Regions from separate parts of the Mus musculus genome. Here region 1 is linked to region 2. Evidence: chromatin contacts called from public HiChIP or PLAC-seq data. All regions are on one chromosome and are shown on one strand. The core of a region is the stretch at or near the end of the contact, and the rest is flanking DNA. Distances in the headings are between cores, read along the strand shown. Region 1 has its middle 17 kb from the start of Bbs5. Region 2 holds the start of Klhl23 (kelch-like 23).

Region 1 (6,239 bases), core at 829-3,328, 190 kb before region 2:
CTTTTTTTCTTTTTTCTTTTTTCTCTTTTCTCCTCCTCCTCCTCCTCCTCCTCTTCCTCCTCCTCCTCTTCTTCTTCTTCTTCTTCTTCTTCTTCTTCTTCTAATTTTATTTATTTTTCTTTTACAGGTATGAGTGTCTTGCTGGTATGTATGTATTTCTTCATTCATGCAGTGTCGATAGATGCCAGCAGGGGGCATCAAAATTCCTCGGAGCTGGAATTAGAGCAGTTGAGAGCATCTGTGTGGGTGCTGGGAACTGAACCATGGTTCTCTGATAAAGCACTGAGCACTCCTAGCCATCTCTCCAACTCTCACTATGCTTTGCCTGTTGCTGCAAATATGTTTACCTCGTACTTTTCTCTGACAATGCAACCAAGCAGTGGTTATCAACTGACCAAATTACTCCCTGTTTTAGATGGCAGAGAGGCAGGTACACAAAATTTCTGACGCTGACAAAGAAAAAGATTGGCCTTCTCCCCTCCTTTGATTTATTTCATCTGTTTGCTTATTTACGTTTTTTTGAGACAGGCTCTCTCTGTACAGCTCTGGGTGTCCTGAAACTCACTCTGTAGAGCAGGCTGGCCTTGAAACTCAGAGATCTGCCTGTCTCTGTCTCCCCACCACACCTGACCATGAGCAGGCTTCTCTGTCGGATTCTGTGTGTGGGAGTCGAACCGGTGGCCAGAGCTCACTGCTGGTCTTCTACACTGAGGGGGAGGACATTTTTCTCCTACTAACTTGATTCAAAAAGCATGGCTAGCAAGAGAGAAAGCTACAGGCAACCGGGAAAACCCCACTGGTGTAAACAAGAAAACCACCTTCCATTCTTTGGTCACTTACCTACAATGATTTGTTTTTGCTTGTTTGTTTATTAACTTGCTGAGTCAGAACCAGAAGAAGTCCAAATTGACTTGAAGCCCGCTATGCAGCCCCCGACTACACTGATGCTTCTGCCTCCATCTCTGGAGTGCTGGGATTACAGGCACCACCAACCATCACACCGAGTGTATGTAGTTTACTCAGTGCTAGGAATGGAGTCCAGGGCTTCATGCATGCTAGGCAAGCTCTCTACCAACTGAGCATGCACATCATACACACGTGCGCGCACACACACAGGCACATGTGCACACGCACACACCACCCGAGATGCCCTTGTTTGTTTGTTTGTTTGTCTGTTTGATTTGATTTGATTTGATTTGATTTTGACACAAGGTCTGTCTACATAGCCCTGGCTGTCCTGGAACTCACTGTGTAGACTAGGCAGGTCTCAAACTTACCTGCCTCTACCTCACATGGGGATTAAAGGCATGTGGGGGGGGGGTGGTTGAGGTGGAGATAAAATATGGAGTGTAAAAAAGAAAAAGTCATGTGCCACTATGCCTGGCCCTTCAAGATGTCCCTTTTTTGTTTGTTTGTTTGTTTGTTTTTTGGGGTTTTGTTTTGTTTTGTTTTTCAAGACAGGGTTTCTCTGTATAGCCCTAGCTGTCCTGGAGCTCACTTTGTAGACCAAGCTGGCCTCAAACTCAGAAATCTGCCTGCCTCTGCCTCTCGAGTGCTGGGATTAAAGGCGTGCGCCACCAGGCCCGGCAAGATGTCCCTTTTTAATAACGAATTTCTACATTACATTACATTCCCTCTGAGAACTCATAATGAGTCTGAGATGACAATCAAGATTTTAAAAAGAAAAAGAAAAAGAGAAAGAAAGAAAAAGAACAAAGAAAAGTTTTCTGAGCCCCCGTGTCTGTCACTGGGAAAGTACAGGATCAAGAGCCACTCGTTCCGGCCTCTGCGTCAATGTGGCCCTCAGCAGCCCATTCTGGGGCAACACAGGACCATGGGTTTCCATTGTTGGAGTAAACATGGCCTAGCCAGGAGACTGTAAGTTTGATCCATTGGAAGCCCTCCGTGGACAGCCAGGGATCGGCATACAGGGAGAGGGGTGCGCAGTAAACACGCCTGCATTAGCACCGCTCAATTCATCTAAAAAGCGCTGATGCAGAACGGACATCGGGACTGTACAAAGAAAGCTACACTGCTCTGTGTTTCAGAGATGGATTTATGGCTAATTAACCGTCCAGGACTAGTCTAACTCCTGTACCTAGGAGAACACGAGCTGGGACAAAGAGTGATTGATTTTAGTGGGAGAGTCCTGCGTTGTGAAACGAGAGAGGCGAGCGAGGCTGGCGCAGGCAGTCACTTGGAAGTTCAACGCTGGCACAGCTTTGCCTTGGAATCGGGATTTTGCAAGAGACTGGCTCTGGTTACAGCTGCTATTGTTCCGATTGCTATTCTTGTGTTGTTTTAAACTATCTTGGAGTAAGGTGATAGTTAAATCTGTCGTGGGAGGGTAGCTGAACCCCAAGACTTACTGGAAGCTTTTGAAGTTGCTATCACTGGAATCCAAAGATATCAATCGGCTCTCATTGTGTAGACAGAGATCATCATCGTGCTGTTATTAGGAGAGAGGGGCGGAGCTCTGCCCTTAACAGTGATTACCTGTTCTGAACACGAACCTTAGCACGATTTTAAGGCTAAAAAGAGCCCACAATAGGATATTTGGGGAATATAATTCCACTTCGATTTTCTGTCCTAAAATCAATCACCTCTACCAATCGCTGCAGCTGTGTCTACTTCCATCCACTGGAAGCCCAGAAACTCCTGAAGTCAAAGCACTTGGGAAGCTGAGGGAGAGGATTGGGTTCAAGCTTCAGGTCTCGGCTGTACGGTGAGATCCAGACCAGCCAGGGTTCCCTAGCAAGATCCTATCTCCAAAACAGAACAGAACAGCGGCTTAGAGGTTAAGAGCACTGGCTGTTCTTCCAGAGAACATGGGTACAATTCTTACCACCTACACAGTAGCTCACACCGGTCTGGAACTCCAATTCCAGGAGAGCTGACTCCTTCTGGTCTCTGTCTGCACTGCATGCGTGTGGGACACACATTTACATGCAGGTAAAACACACACACACACACACACACACACACACACACACACACACACACAATTAAGATAAAATAAGTCTTTAACCAAAAACAGAGGGGTGGGAAGAAGAGGAGAAAGGGGGAAAGAAAGAAACATGAGTGAGCGAGACTATGCTGCTTATATGGCTGGGTATGGTGGCACATGTGTAATCCATCCCTAGGGAGGACGGCTCAGGAGGATCAGAAGTTCAAGGCCAGTATGAGCTGGGTACTGTGTATGTGGATATACACAGACACACGTACATGGACATACACACACATATATATGGATTCACCACCCTCCTCTACTCTCTTCTCTTTCATTTAGTTTTACTTCATCCTTCTCTCTCTCTCTCTACCTTGTCTTAAGGTCCATCGTCATAACTGAAATTATCACAGTCTCTCTCCAGAGCAGGGGTTCTCAACCTATGGGTCGAGACCCCTTGGAGGGAGGTCACATGTCAGGTATCTTTATATATCATATGTTTACATTATTATTCATAACAGAAGCACAATTACAGTTGTGAAGTAGCAGTGCAGATAATTTTACGGTTGAGGGCCACCACAGCCTGAGGGATTGTATCAAAGGGCCATGGTATTAGGGAAGTTGAGAACCATGGCACTAGTGGCTCTACTGAGAGGGGGGAAGGGGAGTGCAGTTCAGGGAGAAGGAAGGCTCAGGTCTAAAAATGGAGAGTACATGGACAACAGAAGAGAGAGAAGCTGGAAACTGGTGGAACCGGTCGGATGAAGTTTAAGTTGGTAGTGAGTAAAGATTAAAAAGTAAACAAATAGCTTGAGTTTCTGAAAGTGGAAAAACGGGATTCTAGATTCTGTCACCTAGTGAACATTAAGCTCCGAAAATAGGTGTAGTGCCAGGCCAGACATGGTGGCACATGCCTAGGGTCTCAGCACTTAGGATGCAGAAGCAGGATTTTCAAAAGTTGGAGCCCTGCCTGGCCTACATAGAGTTCCAGGCCACCCAGGGTAACGTTATGAGGCCTTATGGTGGTTTAAACAAGAGTGGCCTCCGTCAACTCAAACGTTTGGAAATTTGGTCCTCAGTTGGTGGAATTGTTTGGGAAGGATTAGGGGGTGTGGCCTTGCTGGAGGAAGTGTGTCCTGTGGTGGCAGGATTTGAGGCTTGTACCATCCCTCCTGTCCTCTCTGCCTTTTTGCAGATCCAGATGTGAGCTCTCAGCTATCCCTGCCACCACACTTTTGCTCCACCATCATGGGCTCTAACCCTCTGAAACTGTAAGTGCGATCAAATGCTTTCTTTTTTATTTAAAGATTTATTTATTTTTATTCTGTGTATAAGGATGGTTTGCCTGCATGTATGCCCAGGCATTATTTGCATGTAGTAACCCTGGAGGCCAGAAGGGGGCTTCAGATTCCCCTGGAACTAGAGTTACAGGCAGCTGTGAGCTGCTCTGTGGGGAGTTGGGGATTGAACCTGGATCCCTACAAAAGAGAGGTCAGTGCTCTTAACCACTGAGCCATCTCAGCAGCCTCAACAGTTGGTTAGTATTAAAACTTAGGAGAGAACTGGTGTTAACTTAGAACACGCTTGACCAGTTCTCTGCCAGGCTGTCTCCACCAACACATTGGAAGTCATTGGTGTGCAAGGGTAGAAAACCATGTGCCAAACTCTATCATGATAGCCTGGTACGCAAAATGAAGACATGTGAAATAGAACATCACCGTCAACATCACAAATACGGGTCATACCCAGTTTGTTTAGGGGAACAGGCCAATGATTGAAGAGTCACACCCAAGCACATTGTGATGTTGTGTTCTGAGGTAGGGCCATGTTATATAGCCCGGGCTGGCCTCGAACTCACAGCAATCTTCTTTCCCCAATTTCCCAAGGGGCCACATTGTTATCCTGATCTGTAGCAGGATGCTTGGCCTTATTCAAGTCCATATCTCCAGGGCATATACTAGACATTTAATAAAACTTAACAAATGAATAAACTTACAGGTCTTTTACATAAACCATCTTACAAGGGGTTTTTAATTATTTTTTGTGCGGGGTCTCATTATGTAGCACAAGGCTGGCCTCAAACTTGACAGCCCTCTTACCTCAGCCTCCTACCTTGCCTCCCAGACATCAAGAGATTGAAGATAGATTGGAGACAAGCACCAATGTAATTGTGCTTATGTAATGGAAAATCTATAAGACCCAGAAATAATGGACTCATGGGGCCCCAGGACTGGTGGATTCAAGACTTCGCACATCCTATGCCAATGCCCTATGACTGAACTACATCACCCACCTCATATGACATTTTTTAGCAGACAAAACTCTACAGTAAATAAACCAATGATTCCAGGAGCCAGGGACCACAGGAGGTTGACTATAGTGGTATAGGAGCAGGGAGGCTCCTGGTTGTGGTACTGGTTATGTGTCTTTTTATTATTAATTTTATTTATTTATTTGTCCATTTGTTTATTGGATTCTTGACAGGGTTTTTTTCTGTGTAGCCCTGGCTGTCCTGGAACTCACTTTGTAGACCAGGCTGGCCTCAAATTCAGATATCTGCCTGCTTCTGCCTCCCAAGTGCTGGGATTAAATGTGTGTGCCACCACCATCCAACTTACATATGTGTCTTTTACAACCACACATTTAAAAAAATGTCAACGTTAACTGGGTGTGCTAGTACATGTCTGTAATTCCAGCACCCTAGAAGTTGAGAAGGATGGCAAATTCTCAGCCAATGTGAGGTATGTAAGCCAGCCTGAGTTACATAGTGAGACTCTTTCTCAAAAATAGTCATGTTTACTGTGCGTCGATTCTTTAAAAATAAATATATGGAAAGGGAGTTGTGTAACCACCAAATGACTTAAGCAGCATTAACAGGAATCTAAAATCCACACACAATCACAAGCCTTCCACACACTAAAGTAATGAGATTTCATGTAAGGCTGTTTCTACAATGCTTACCCAGCTCACACAAAGCCCTGAATTCTACCCCAGCATCACATAAACAGGACATTGGCGAACATCCCTGCAATCCCAGCACTTGGGTGGCGGAGGCAGAAGGGTCCAAACTCCAAGGTGAGCCTCAGCTGCAGGAGACTCGATATCAAGAAAAGCAAGAACAAAAACCATAACAAAGACTGTGTCCATCACATCCGTTTTACTGGGACATTGACAAAATGAGAAGTAGCCAAGGAAGTGACCAAAAAACGGTTAGGGGATGCTAAGCCTGGGTACATTTAGCCTGGAGGGGAGAGAAATTTACACAGTAACCTATCTACTAAGTTAGGAAAGG
Region 2 (6,084 bases), core at 3,542-6,041:
TTAAATTTATATATATTTGTGTGTGTGTGGGAGGGGGGGTGTCCTGGAGCTTTAACATGCCATCAGGCCTGGAAGAGAACGAGGACCCCTGAAGGCTGAACCATCTTGATGTCCTTGAAGGCCGAGCCATCTTGATGGCCCTGTATACTGCATTTTGTTAAAATGCTAACGTCACATCAATTTACTCACCACATTTTTAAAAATAACATTTTATCCTCAATCCAATATGAACATGCACTGTGGGAGGGGCAGTGGTGCATACACATGAATTTGTAGGGCACACATGGACTCGTGCAAAAGTCAGAGCAGGGTGTGGGTGTTCTGCTCCACTGCGGTCTGCCTTACAGCCTTGAGACAGTCTCTCAGTGAGCTGAAAGTTTGCTGTTTGGGCTAGGCTTGCTGGCCAATGAGCCAGTGGGATCTGCCTGTCTTCCAAATCCAAGGCTAGCATTATAGAACTCTTCAAACTTGAGAGGGTTTTACATGAGTGCTACCGAGCCATCTCCCCAACTCCAAACATTTAAAACATGTTAAGACAGGATCTTACTTTGTAGTCCAGGCTGACCTGGAGCTCAAGATTCTCCTGCCTCAGTGTTGGGATTACTGGAGAATTTAATACGATGGTATATTCACAGAGAAAACTACTGACAGCTCCTTGGATGTTTAAATCCAGATAAAATTCTATTGCAGTGCCATTTACCAAATGCATCTTGGGTATATACCAAACAATAGCCAATGAATGCATGGAGGTATGTCAGAATGTCTTGCAAAAATTAATGTCCTTCAGTCTTTTTGCCTGCATGGGTATGTACGTGCACCATATGTTCGCTGGTACCTGGAGAGTTCAGAAATGGGCATCATATTTCCTGAAAATGGAGTTATGGATGATTGCGAACTACCATGTGGTTTCTAGGAACTGAACCCAGGTCCTCGGGAAGAGCAGGCAGTGCTCTTAACTGCTGAGCCCTCTTTCCAGCCCCTTCTGAGAATTTTAAATTTGACTGAAGAGGACTGATGTCCATGTGTGTACTGTATGATACCAAGTAGTGCACCATCACACTATTAGTCTAAATAAAAATACTTAGATGAGCGAGGCATAGAGGCTTGTTCATGCCTTTAATCCCAGCAGAGGCAGGCGGATCTCTGTCTGGTGAGATGCTGCCACAAACATTCAAAGAAGCAAACAAAACAAAAACAAAACACCTTTCTTCCCAAGGAGTTCTGGGTTATGAAAAGTTGACAGTTAAAAAGCAAACACCACACCATCTGACTTGTAAAGATATGTGTAATCAGAATGTTCACTCTGCATGTGGGGGCGGGTACACACGTGTAGGAATGTGTGTGCCTGTCCTGCACCTGTGTGGGCTGCACCTGTCAGGTGCTTTCCTTAATTGCTCACCACCCTTTTTCTGAAACAAGGCCTCCGTGGACCAGAGTCCCCAGTTGGCTAGGTTGTCTTTGCCTCTGCAGTGCTAGCATTGTGCCCATTTTTGTTGCTGTTTGTTTGTTTGTTTCTGTTTTGTTTTGTTGAGACAGCGTCTCTTTACATAGCCCTGCTGCCTGATGTAGACCAGGCTGGCCTCAAACTCACTGAGATCCATCTGCCCCACCAAACCCCCACCAATTGCTGGAATTAGAAGTGTTTGCCACTGCACATAGCTGTGCCTGGTTTTTAATACTAATGATCTGAACTCACATCATAATGCTTGTGCCACAAGCACTTTGCTACTTATTAAGCTGTCTCTCCAACCCCATAATAGTCACTTCCTTTTTTCCTTTTTTTTTTTTTTTTTTTGGACAGGGTTTCTCTGTGTAGTCCTGGCTGTCCTGGAACTCACTCTGTAGACCAGGCTGGCCTTGATCCCAGAGATCCACCTGCTTCTGCAACCTGGGTGCTGGGATTAAAGGCGTGCACCACCACTACCCCACTCGCTTTTCTTTTCTTTTCTTTTCTTTTTTTTTTTTTGTTTGTTTGTTATTTTTTGAGACAGGGTTTTTCTGTGTAGCCCTGGCTATCTGCCTGCCTCTGCCTCCCGAGTGCTTGGATTAAAGGCATGCGCCACCACTGCCCAGCTCACTTTTATTATTGGAAGGAGACCAGAGGAGTGTTTACCAAGACATGTCAGCTCCAGCAGACAGCCAAATACACCTCTTTGGACTGTATAACTTCTGCTTACAGTGTGCACTTTCAACTTTCATTGAGTAACTTGAGCTTTATATTTATATATATACATATATATATTTATATATGATATATTTATTTATATATTTATATATCTGTATGCAACAGTCTTATAAAATTATACCTATGACTTTAATCAGTAACAACCTTTTCAATCCCAGTATGTAAATGAAGTATATAAAAATGTCTTTCTTTACCTACCACCTACTCATGCTGATTAGGATACCACAATTAGCATATCTAGCATCTAATGGCAAGGCTATACTTAGTAATGTATTAATGAGATAAAAATAATTATGTTTAGGAACCAGGATTCCTTCGAAAGGTGACACTGTCTACTCTACGCCAAGCTCAGAATCATCGAGTCTCATCTCTGGTTGGTCCTTTATTCTATTAAGGCTTGGAATCCTGGCTGGTCTGTTTTCTGTCATTATTTGTTTTATGTGTTCATCTCGTGAGTCTGGAAAGTGTCAGATCCACTCACTTTTGCAGTGATCTCTTTGGGTTTTGTTTGGTGTGGCTTTTTTTTCCCTGCTGGAAAATGAACCTGAGGTCTCTTTGATAAGGCACTGGGTGAAAAACAACTACCCTTGCAGTGTGCCCCAGGGTCTGTGCTTGCCTTGGCAAGGGGAGGCTGACTAACACATGGTGTGCTTGTGCATAGAGGCCAGAGGCCAGCCTCTGTTGCTGCTCCTTAGGAACTGCCTATCCTGGTTTTGAACCAGTGTCTCTCCCTGGGGCTATAGCTGATGGACTGGGTCAGACTGGCTTGTCAGTAAGCCCTGGGGATCCATTTTTTTTTCTGCATTCTGAGTGTGGGATTACAAGCACATGTCACCCTGCTTTTTATGTGCATTGTGGGAGCTCAACTCATGTCCTCATGTTTGTGAGGTAAGCACCTTAGCCATTGGTCTTTATCCCTAGCCTCAGGAAACATGTTTTTAAGCAGAACTAGGAATCACTATAAGCAAATATTTTGTTTTGCGACAGGGCCTTACCATTTTCAGTGGGGCAGTCTCAAACTCGGGATCTTCCTGCCTCAGCCTACTCTGCTAAGATTAGAGGATTGTGACAGCACCAACAGCTTGGAAGCAAAAGTTCTAATTGGTTCCTATAATAATCTGAAAAAAGTCTGCACAAATGACAATACAGTGAACCTCTCTATCAAGAGTCATTGATCATATACTGTTATACGTATGTTTCTACCCCATATACATATATATTATGCATATATTGATCATATTTTTGAGATTCTATAAGTTAGTATAGAGCCTACAATATATATTTTCTTACGACTTCTTTCTGTATGTTGGAGAGGTGGTTCAGAGGCTCAGAGCACTTGTTGCAATTGCAAAGGACCAGGATTTGGGCCCCAGAATTTACATAGCAGCTTACAGTCATTGTGACTCTGGTTCTAGGGGATCCAATGGTATCGCTCTTCTGGTCTCTGCAGGCTCTTCACACATTACAGACACACATGTTGCAAGCGCGATTTCGATCACACACACATGCACACAATACATTTTAAAAATTATTTCTGTGTGTGTGTGCTTGTGTGTGTGTGTGTGTGTGTGTGTGTGCGCACGCGTGTGTGTCTAGTAGTTTGCTCTAGGCTGTATGTTAAGTGGCAAGTGGCAGAGTAAACTTTAGCCCCCCAATCGAAGACTCTTTTGCTTTCTTGCTGTGGTATTAAATTGTTGACCAGACTCTAAGATATAAACCATATCATGTTTTTGTTTGTTTTGTTTTTGTTGGTTGTTTGTTTGTTTTAGGTTGTTTTCTAAGAATCACTTGGTGCTCTTGGACAGAATGAAGATTTCTGAAATCTGGGGTGAGGGTTGTGAAGTTCTACACAACACTCCCCCGGGATCAACACTAAGATGTGGAATTAAATTAAACCCACTCAAAGAAGAACAAGCATGTTACTTGTTCAGAGCTTGCTTGGCAAGAAGGCCAATCACCATCACTCGTCCTTCCCAGAGGCTCAAAGCAGGGACATGAGAAGCGTGGATAAAAATAGAAGAAAAAGAAGAGGAAAAAGCAAGGGGGAGGGGAGAGTAGTAGCCTCCACCTCTGCTACCCCAGATATCTGATTGGAGGCTATTGGCTGGGAAAGCCGGGGGTGGGCTACAAACAGAGTGATCGTTTTTTGGCATATTTATACTTCCCTGGTTGGTCCTGAAGAGGAAGTGGGGGTAGAAACCCAAGTTGGCTTCCTGGTTGTTCTGGTGCAATTTCAACACAGGTTGTGGCTTGGCTTTCGGCGCTTAGGAGTTTCAGCGTTCTCCCATCATGTAAGGTATGGCCATTACGTATCTGTCTACTTACTCTTTTCTTTTCAACACTACTTTAAGAACAACCTTAGCTCTCCGGTCCTGGTTTGCCGCGACCTCCTTCCAGTAAGCTCCCTGACAGCCATGGACCATCTTTCAAACCTAATTACCTTTTCCCGGACTTTATGAGGTGCTCGGAAGTTATTCAAAATCTTGCGGCTAAAAACATTTGATACTAGCTTTTGTTGCAATAAGAAAGTGGACTTTCTGGTGTGGCACAATGGACATCACCAGAAGGCTGGAGCTTGCCCCTTTTAGCTGCTTGTGTTCTACAACAGTAACTCGAGAATCTTAGGTGCCTGGATTCAGCCTTGACCTAGGCTACCCCCACTTTCCCTGGAAGCTTCCAGGTTAACTCCTAGTGTGCTTAAGCAGCCCCAAAGCTCCTTCCTGCGCGCTCTGCTGGAGGCAGCATGGAGTTTATGGGAAAGCAGCTACTTGTGGCATTTGAAGGCAGCCCTAATAGAAGACCGTAGTTTCGCCTTCTTCTCTCGGCACTTTCTCTCTCCCCGCACGCCAAGGGCCAGGGCCGGCAAGAGGACAGAGAAGGTAAGGGTACACACTCCCCTCCGGCGTTGGCTGGGGACTCCGGCTTTCTCCTAGCAGGCAGTGCGATGGGCGTGCGCGCGCGAGAGGAGCGGGGCTGACCGTGGACGCGGCCCACCTGCTGCGGGAGCCCACGCTGCGGCGCCCGGGCTGCGGGGGGCTGCGGGCGGAGGCGGGAAGCCGCGGGCCACCGAAGCCGGAGCGGCTCGTGGGCTGGAGCTGCGCTAGCAGGCGGCCTCCGCCGCGCCCCGCCGCGCGCTACCAAAGATGGTCAGAGGGTCGGGAGGCGCCCCCGCCCCCGCCCCCGCCGGCCGCTAGTCCGGAGTCTGCGTTCCGCGCCGCCAGCGAGGTAGGTCGGAGCCCGGCGGCCCGGGGCCGGCCAGAGAGGCGAACGGGCAGCGCGGGAGACGAGGCCCCGCCACCCCCAGCCCACGCGCGCCGGGGCGCAGACAATGGCCGTGCGGTGCGGGCCCAGTGGCGAGGGCGGGCGCGTGGGTGCCGCGGGGCCGTCCACACCTGCGCACCCGGCCGGGCAGAGGCCGCGGGCATCGGCCAACGGCGGCGCGCGACGCCCGGGAGCCGAACCCCCGCGCCGGGCCCCGGGGCGGGGCGCTCTCCCGGCGGGAACGCCGGCCGGGCCCAGGCGCTAGCGCGGGCTGCAGAAGCTAGCTCGGGCCCGGCCGCTCTTGTGCTGTCAGCAAGCTGCAGAGCGCAGGGATCCCTTTTCTGAGATTCTCTCCATCTTGGTGGCATCTCAGTGTGAATTGAAATCGAGGGGGGAGGGGGAGAACCAACAACGGCGAATTGGGGCCGGGCTGCGGCGGGGTGACCCCCTCGGACACTTGGCCTGGGGACTCTCAGGAACTGCCAGACTGGGACAGTGCAGATACTGGGTGGCTGGGGGTAGTAAGCTAGGATCTCTCAACAAATGGATAACTGGAAAAAAAAAATCCTCATTTAGTTAATCTGATTTTAAATAGACCATCGTATAAATAGTTCAGCGCATTTTGCATATGGTGTTTG

Evidence for each region. HiChIP or PLAC-seq counts read pairs in DNA pulled down with a chosen protein or histone mark.
Region 1: a contact with region 2 is called in an H3K27ac HiChIP or PLAC-seq map of extraembryonic endoderm stem cells, with 3 times the contacts expected there. The contact joins the enhancer-like site here to the promoter of Klhl23 in region 2. A contact is called at or near these places in 1 of 39 promoter capture datasets (neural stem cells), 1 of 484 Hi-C or Micro-C datasets (the Ba/F3 cell line), 6 of 115 datasets of contacts at active chromatin or transcription factors (bone marrow-derived macrophages, embryonic stem cells and extraembryonic endoderm stem cells) and 3 of 9 other capture datasets (adipose tissue, liver and pancreatic islet).

Annotation. Positions count from the first base shown.
Region 1 is chr2:69,627,308-69,633,546 of GRCm38.p6, forward strand. No RefSeq gene overlaps it. Among named protein-coding and RNA genes, the nearest start is that of Bbs5, 17 kb to the right of the region's middle. Within about 2 kb of position 2,079, at least 17 of the 459 cell types and tissues checked have an H3K27ac peak or open chromatin away from gene starts, as enhancers often do. A contact at or near this core is called in extraembryonic endoderm stem cells, where this site is marked.
Region 2 is chr2:69,817,579-69,823,662 of GRCm38.p6, forward strand. It overlaps Klhl23 (kelch-like 23), which reads left to right and starts at 4,792. Exons shown (of 4, transcript NM_177784.4): 1 at 4,792-5,064.